Linked DNA regions of Cricetulus griseus: region 2 is linked to region 1. The links are chromatin contacts, called in public Hi-C maps. All regions are on one chromosome and are shown on one strand. Each heading gives the region's core, a stretch centred on a gene start, on an enhancer-like site or on the middle of the called end of the contact. The rest is flanking DNA. Distances are from core to core; before and after follow the strand shown. Region 1 holds the start of Synm (synemin). Region 2 overlaps Ttc23 (tetratricopeptide repeat protein 23).

Region 1 (4,342 bases), core at 607-3,106:
TGTTATTTCAAAACAGCTTCCTGAGGACTACTAACAGTACGATTTGGGAGTACTTCCAATACTGGCTGGGGCGGGACTGGATGGGGTGGGAGCCAAACACTAGGGCTGAACAGAGTGTACAGACAATAAATCAGCCACAGGTATATCATCCACACCGTGTCAGAGGGTTAGCCCTCAGATGTTCTGAAAAAGGAACCGTTTATATTAGCCTGTAGTTGTAATAACATCTCAACGCGGGGACCTGCTTTCTCTTGGTTTTTTACACAACCCAGAGACCTGCTGCCAGCTCATACTGTGAGCAAAACAACTCTGACCCTTTTCCTGTATGACAGTGACTTCGTCCTCTTAAGGGAACAAACAAAACCCAGAAAAATATGACGGCCGCCCAGAGAGCTGCGAGCAGATGCCTCCAGCTGGGAAATAATTCTGGTAAAATTAAAGAGGCACTTGGAGCCCTAGAAGAGTGGGCGGCCTCCAGGTGAGGACTTGGAAGTGCCTTGGAACCTTCCAGTACGCTGCCTGTCCAAGTCTGAAATCTGGGCTGAGTTTTGGATTTCAGGCTGCTAGATCTAGCAAGCCCAGGAAACGAGAAAGAAAAGAAAGACGGGGCTAGCAGGATCATTGGTCAGGATGTGCCTAGACACGTCTGTATCTAAAACTGACACTTTAAGCTATCCACTGGGACCTGTCACATGGCATCAAAAAGATCACTGCACTAAGTAAGCCCTTATTCTTAGGTTAGCTACATGCCAGAATCCTGTGGCCTCATAAATAGCAAAGCTGCTGGCAGCATACGCTTCCCTGGGTGGGGCTGAACTCCGCTCCAGGTCCAGGGAACCCCGCCGCTTGCCCACTGGATGCGCAGCGATGTCTGGGCAGGCTACAGGGAAGGGGCGCGGTCCCTGCCCACGGACCTGCCGCTCCTCCGCCTGCATCCCGTACTCCTCGTGCATCCGCAGCAGCTCATCCTCCAGCCGCGCGCGCAGCCGCTCCAACTCCAGCGCCTGGTTCCGCAGCGCGTCCGCCTCCTGCGCGCATAGGCGCGCCTCGTCCTCCGCTTGGCGCCGGCTCTCCTGGCCGCGGCGCAGCGCCTGCTCCAGCTCGCGCACCTCGTCCTCGTAAAGCTGCACGCTCTCCCGCCACGACTCGGCCACCAGGAGCGCGTAGCTGTCGTGCACGTCCTGCAGGCGCGGCGGGGGTACGGCGGGGCCCGGGGCGCGGGCTCGGAAGTGCATAGTGAGGCTGGCGGCGCGAGAGCGTAGCTCCCGCACTTGGCGCTCGTGGACCGCGTCCAGGTCGCGGCGCTCAGCCTCCAGCCGGCCCAGCAGCGCTTCGAGGGCGGCGCGTGCCGCCAGTGCCTCCTCCAACTCCCGCCGCTGCGCGACCAGCTCTGCGTCCAGGCGGCTGCGGGCAGTGCTGGCTTCCGCGCCCTCCCGCTGCAGCTCCAGCAGCTCCCTCCTCAGCGCGTCGCACTCGCCCTCGGCCAGCGCTGTGGACCAGCTCAGTTCGTCCAGCTGCTGCCGCAGGCTGCGCGCCTCCTCGGCGAAGCGCGCCTGGTCCTCGATCCAGAGGTTCTCGCGGCTCAGCCGGCTGCGCAGCTCCTCCTCCAGCAGCAGGTTCTCGCGCTCCAGCTCCCGCACCCGGCACACGTAGTCATAAAGGCGAGCATTGAGCTCCTGAAGCTCGGCCTTTTCGGAGCCCGTCTGCAGCCGCCAGGACAGCATTTTGTTGGTTGTGCGGGGCTCTTTTCGATTAACCGCTTGCCTCCTGCCCTGATCTTGTCCCCTCCCGCCGCGCCGCGCCCGCCGTGCCGCTGCCTCGGAGGCCCTCAGACTGGCGCTCTAGCTGGCGAGTTTCGCCACTTAGTGGCCGGGTCGTGAGGTGATAGACTAGGGCCACGGGTTCCAGCCAATCAGAAAGCGGCCCGTGCGGTCACTGCGGCCGGACAGCGCCCCCTGCCGGGAAGATTGAGGCATGGCGTGACTGCCCAGTTCTGACCCCTGGTGGCCCAGAGTGTTGTATTACTGCATGCTGGCTATCTGAAACACTTTACAGGGCTCCCTGTTAACCCTCGGGCACACCTGAGACACCCCCAAGTCCCAGATTTTCTTAATGAAAAATAAGTTGCCATTAAGTGAAACATGCCAAGTACCGGTGACAGGCCTTAACAAATAGGATGCTTCTCCTTGATGGAGATGGGGGCGGGGGGGGGGCGGGCGGAGCGTGGTGTAGCCTTTAAACACAAACTAGGTTTGTAGCTCAATGATAAAGTGCTTGCCTAGCGTGCACCAGGCTCAGGTATCAATACCCACCTCAGAAAACTGTGTACATGTATATTGCATATCTACAGATACATATATACACGTGTATCTCTTTTCAGGATAACATCATTTTAGTGCTTTTAAGAGTTTGTTTTTATCTTTTTATGTGTATGAGTGCTTCGCTTGCGTGTATGTATGTGCACCACTTCCGTGCCTGGTGCCCACAGAGATAGAAAAGAGAGTCAGATCCTCCTGAAACTGGAGTAAAAGGCAGTTGTAAGCCAAAACGTAGGTGCTGCAACGGAACCCACGCCCTCTCCTGCCCGTGCTCTTAACCACTGGGCCATCTATCTCCCCAGCCCTACATGCGAATCTTTTAACTTCTGGCATGAAAGCATCTCCACTTGCCAACATTTTATGTTCAAGTAAAAAGAGTTCATATTCGTGCAGAGTGGTAAACCCTGCTTCCTTCTTACTTGCACAAGCCACCTTTATGGGATTGTGTGCTTTGCAATATCAGTTCATTCTGGTGGAGGAAGGACGCAGAAAAAACTTTGAAGTACTCTAAGCACAGAACATTCCAGACACCTACCATCTCTCCAAACGTTTGCAACTGCCTGATACACACCCCCACTGTGACAGCCAGTTTTCTTTTCTTTCAACAGTGTGCCCTTAAGAAACACTCAGCTTAATTACCATAGAAACCACTGCTCTCTCTGTTTTTTTTTTTCATAGTTTCATTTCATTACATTACAGGGCAGTTATTTAAGTTACAAATGACAGTAACCAAACTCAGTAGCATTAAGGAGTTCAGGAATAAGCTCAACTGCATAGGTACAAGAGCACAAAGAGGTCTGGAGAAGTCACCTAGCGGCCACGGAGCTTTTCTCAGCAAGGCCACCAGTCAGTGATATTTTCAGGAGCATGGGGAAATGGGTTGCTCTAGGTCACTTGAAGTCACCCACAAACAACTGCAGAAAGTGGACCTTTGTTTCTCTAAAGACCCCATCTCCAAGGTGCCATTCTGCAGGGGATAGAAATGAATGTATCAAGTGGATGTGCTTGGAATTCCTCTCTTTTTCTGCTGAGGTTAAGTGGGCATGGAGGGTGGGTGTATTCAGCACCAAGGCATTAGGCTGGGAGCCCTAGACCCCTGTTCTTACCTCTTCTTACATTCACATCAGGGACATATCGGCACTTGATCACTGATACTCGTCACCAGACCTGCCTGCTTATACCCACTCTGAGCATCTTCTCCTTGGTCACCCCACGACAGCAGACCATCACAGGGCAGCTTCAGAGTCACCTGGACTCAGCTGGAATCATTCACTCTCAGCACTTTGAATGCCCACACTTCCAGAGGCATTAGGGGACAATAGGAAGGGGACAGCTCTGCCTGGGAGTGGGGAGCCTTCAGAGACATCTGTAGGCCTCCTAAGAGATTGCTCCTGGGTTTTTCTTGCTCCCTATGCCCCCCAGAGTCTTGGATTTTGAAACTCAAAACTTCCTCTCTCTTCTGCTGTAAACCTGTCTTGGAGGAAATGACTGCTCCTCCAGGGTATAGCTTAGCAAAAGAACAAGCATGTGCCACTGGGAATATTGCAAAACAACGTCCCATTGATCACACACAATCCTCACAGAGCTGAGACTTGGAGGCATGGACTAACTTCCCTAAATACATGGCTGCAAAATGTGGGAAGGAGCAAGCATATTAGAGGTGACCAGGGCAGCTAACTTGAGCAGGCAAGGTCTGCATATTCACAAAGAAGAGTAGGTGGGAGGAGGGGCTACTTGCAAAGGACTGTGTTGGGTGGAGAGGTGTCAGTGGCCAAGAGGGGCAAACCAAGAGCCTTTAGTATATTAGTGCTGGGGGGTGCTTGGAGCTCTGGGAGATGCCCCCCTCCCCGGAAGGGAGGAAAGCTGCAGAACAAACCCTGGGAGGAAGAAGGAGAACACATCCTCTCTCTTCCTGCTGCTCTCCCGCCAGGGTCTCCCACTGTAGAAGCCAGAAGTTGCTGAAACTTGGCACAGTGGTGCTTCGGATAAGACTCCCTCTGCAGAAGGTTGCTAGCTGTTACATT
Region 2 (4,342 bases), core at 726-3,225, 94 kb before region 1:
GACAGATAGAAAGGGATAGGAGAAAACATTGCTGCCGCACAGGTCACACAGGAGGGACTGGAGACAAGGGTACCCAACACTGACTGATGCTTTTGTGAGTTGGAGATAGAGGGAAGATTGTAATTTAGTTGGTCCTTGATATAATACTCATTCAGTCCCTTTTTATGAACTATTTTGTCAATCTAGTGTGAGTGTGTTTTCCACTTTGCCTTTGAGTTTCAGAAGGCTCTGTGGGCTGGATTAGCATGCAGCCCCATTTCTGCCTGTGTTTAGTGGGGAGACCCTGTAATAACCTGCACCACCAAATTCACAGGGCCACCGAAAAGGCTTCTTTCTGTGACACATTGTCCACCAGGCTGTTGTTTGTTTATCTTTAGTAAAGTATTTGAAGCACATAGAACTGTAGGTAATGTTATCTGGAGTCTCCTGTGTGTGTGACCAAGCTCGACAAATAGAAAACCTCTTACAAATGGAAACCTGTCAGGCGCTCACCACTATCCTAATAGGCATTTACCATGTTAAGATGAGTGTTGTTTTTTTTTTCTGATCATGTATGATTGAATATATATATATATATATATATATATATATATATATATATATTTTCTATTTCAAACTTAGTGTGTAAGTTTCATTCTGTAGCTTGCTTCCCCCCTCCCCCCAATAGCATTCCCCATACATTTTGAGGTATATCCCCATTGATTGTTCTAATTTCCTCATTTTGGGTGATTCTTGTCTGAGTTTGGCTGATTTAGACCTACTATGAGCACCATGTACATAATCGTTATTTCGTCTCTTCGGACACTTATGTCCCAAGTGTCTGCCTAGGGGGACAGCTGACTCTGTGTCAAGTATCTCCACCCCCAGTCTTTCCAGGCTTCCCAAACACTCTCCATCTGCTTATTTCTGTCCCCATCAGCAGGGTATATGAATTGATGTTACTCCTCATCTTTGCCAGCATTTAATGTTGTCTAGCTGCTTATCTTTGCTGATCATATGGGTGCAAATGCTGTGATTACTTTCCTTGACATCTTCATGTTTCCTAAACATTTGCAATTTCTGTCCTGTGAATTATCTATTTACCTTTTTTTTTTTTTGATACATAGTCTTACTTTGTTATCTTGGCTGGCTTGAAGATTGCTCTGTAGACCAGGCTGACCTCCAACTCATAGAGATCCACCTGCCTCTGCCTTCCAAGTATTGGAATGAAAGGCATGTGCCATCACACCTGGCTTTTTTACATCTTTCTATGTGGCTATTTGTATTACAAATTAACTCCTTAGGCATTCTTCATACATCTGGCCCTGTTATTTGTTGGTTGCAGGTGTTACACATACTCTGGAATTCAGTTCATCCCTTCCGCCTTCCTTGTGCTATCCCGGGGTCCTGGAATTGTTCTTGTTTTATTCTAATTTGTGTGAGTGGCTGGGAGTCAAACCCAGGGCCTCGTGGCTGCTGAACATGTGATACCACTGAGCTGCACCCCCAGGGCTAGGAGTTTTAGGATTTCCTGCAACTAATTTGCCTGCCTTTTCTGTTCAGATGTTTATCTCATAGAAGAGGCACTCTCCTTGCCGAAGGTTCCAGGTTTCCATTCCTTCTCTTTTCTCTAAAACATCTCAAAATTGTGCTCTATAAACTTAGGCTTATAATTTATTCAGGGGGGGGCGTTTGTATATGTGGTTGATGGCTCTCGTTTCACATATTTTTAAATTACACTCACCCATCTTTTCTTAGTTTTGATGGTGAATATGTATTGTTCTCATGAGAACATTGTCATTTATTTATTTATTTATTTTTAGTTCAGTTGCATCTGTAAATTTCCTGGCTCATTTGCACACAGTTTTCCATCACTGTGAACTGATCTTTCTGACTCACTGTCTTCCTGTTGTTTGTGGTGAGAAGGGATATAGAGCTGAGACATCGCTGGTGAGCCCACATCTCCACAAGGACAAGCTGAGGCTGCTGCTTGTAGCATAAGGCCTGATTGTGTGTGGCAGGCCTCAGGGGAGTCCCCCATGCTCCGCACGACCTGACTGGACGGGCTCAGATGAGGAAGCCACAGAGGTCTGTTCTTGCCCACACTCCATGCGTGCTTGCCTGTGGGTGGTCCAGCTGAGTGTGTGCGTGTTCTGCTCCTGAGGTGGAGCTTGCAGTTGATGCTCCGCCCCCAGCCTGTACTCTTTCCCATTACTTTTCCTCTGAGAAGCGAGATTGGGACCATCTTGAGACTCCGAAACGTGTCGGGCCTTTTTCTAAACATGAAGTAGTGTGCTGTTGGTAGCTCACTGAAGGTTATGTGTGGTCTGCATCATTACTCACCTCCTCGGGGGAGGAATTGCTATTAGCTGAGTTAATGCGGACGCCTCATCACCGTCTCGCTTACTTTCTCATTCACTAGCTTTGCTCTTGGCTTCCGTGTACAGTGTTTGCTCAGGTGCACTCATCTTGATGCTTGGGTTTCTCTGTTCTGTTCGCGTGTCTTCGACCGTAGTGCTGGAGGCAGAGGATGCGTGCTTTCCTTCCTTGACAGACAGGGTCATTTCTGATCACAAGAAAGGACGACCTTGCCTGAGTTCTTTGTGCAAATTGGATAGAAAAGAATCTGAAGTCATTTACACAGCATGTGATGTTTTTCTAGGTTTTAAGTGAGACATCAAGCAAACTTAGCCTGTAAAGATATAACGATTTTAGGCTGTTTGGGTTATAGGATCACTGTGACAACTATTCAGGTTTACCATTGCTGTTCCAAAGCTGTGATGCGCAAACACACCACCTCTGTTTACCAGTGAGCAGACATGATCCTTCCACCAGAGTTTGCTGACGCTCATTTTTTTTTATTTAAATTCCAGCCTTTCTACCAAGAAATCTAATTATCTGACTAAGTGATTTCATAAAACCATGTTTAGATCAAGGACTCCCATTATCAAGGATCTCTGTGGGCCTTCTCTGAGGAAGTAAGATGCAGTATGGAAACATGATGATTACATACCCATTTTCAGTTCATCAAGAGTGCAAAGGTCAAACTCGGTTGGGTTGCAAAGGTCAAAATCTTTATTCCCCCAAATCAGCATTGCTCTGAGCTCTAACCTTGCTTGATCTAAGCATGTGTCTATCCCTAGTCGCTTCCTGTGTTTCATCCTCTTTCTGATTATAGAAGGCATCCACATTCACAAGCCATTCAGTCCAGATTGTTAAATTTTAGTATTTCGCTCTCACATGTATACACACACACACACACACACACACACATACACGGGTGTATGACAGCACCCTCCCAGGCCAGAAGAGGGTGTCAGATTCCCAGGAACTGAACTGTGAACCACCCAGTGTGGGTGCTGGGAACTGAACTCTGGTCATCTGAAAGAGCAGCAAGTGATCTTAACCACTGAGCCACCCCACCCCCTTTATCTTATCGTGGTCACTGAGACCCCAGATCTGAAAAGTGTCTTTCCTTCTATCAGTTAATTCCTTTGTACGGCCAACCCAGAAGTGACTGAGTGAGCCCGAGGCCTGCTTTGCTGTGTCTGTTTGCCTGTGTCCAGGGAGTGGAAGCATCTTTTACACTAAAGCTACTGGGTGGAGAGCAGCATAGGAGGGATTGATGTCTTTCATTAAGAACTTTGGACCTGGGCGGGAGAGATGGCTCAGCAGTGGTTAAGAGCACTGGCTTCTCTTCCAGAGGTCCTGAGTTCAGTTCCAAGCAACTACATGGTGGCTCACAATCATCTGTAATAGGATCTCTGATGCCCTCTTCTGGCCTGCAGGCATACATGCAGACAAAGCACTCATACACAGAAACAAGTAACTTTGGACCTAAAGTTATTCCACAAGAGAAACTATCTCAGAGTCTAAATATTTTGAAGACTAATATTGTAAATGTCACTTATTTCTGCTTGCTAAATAGTTTAAAGGGACATAAATTATTGTCCTAAGAAACTAAGACTGTTTTCCCATTGTCAACTTTACTTTTTTTTTTTTTTTTTTTTCCAAGACAGGGTTTCTCTGTGTAGCTTTGGAGCCTGTCCTGGCACTCGCACTGTAGACCAGGCTGGCCTCAAACTCACAAAGATCCTCTTGCTTCTGCCTCTCAAGTGCTGGGATTAAAGGCGTGTGCCACCAATGCCCGGTCAACGTTACTTTTAATGTTAAGATATACATATATGTACTGTATATGTACATATATATATGTATATATAAAATACACAGAGGGAGAGAAGTAACATAGTTATATAGAAGAGACTTTGGGAAATTTAAAAATCATAAACAAGGACAGTAAACCATTCACACTTCAGTTGCTCAGAGAGAATGACCGCTAACATGCTCCTGACCATCTCTTGTG

Evidence for each region. A called contact is a pair of places that touch in the nucleus more often than the background predicts.
Region 2: a contact with region 1 is called in a Hi-C map of the CHO-K1 cell line, with 9 times the contacts expected there. The contact joins the enhancer-like site here to the promoter of Synm in region 1. A contact is called at or near these places in 6 of 8 Hi-C or Micro-C datasets (the CHK-Q cell line, the CHL-YN cell line, the CHO-K1 cell line and 2 more).

What each region holds. Positions count from the first base shown.
Region 1 is chr3:129,451,883-129,456,224 of CriGri-PICRH-1.0, reverse strand. It overlaps Synm (synemin), which reads right to left and starts at 1,856. Exons shown (of 4, transcript XM_027408120.2): 1 at 915-1,856. The coding sequence starts at 1,724.
Region 2 is chr3:129,545,549-129,549,890 of CriGri-PICRH-1.0, reverse strand. All of the region lies in intron 6 of Ttc23 (tetratricopeptide repeat protein 23), which reads left to right. Among named protein-coding and RNA genes, the nearest start is that of Ttc23, 38 kb to the left of the region's middle. Within about 2 kb of position 1,975, at least 1 of the 6 cell types and tissues checked has open chromatin away from gene starts, as enhancers often do. A contact at or near this core is called in the CHO-K1 cell line, where this site is marked.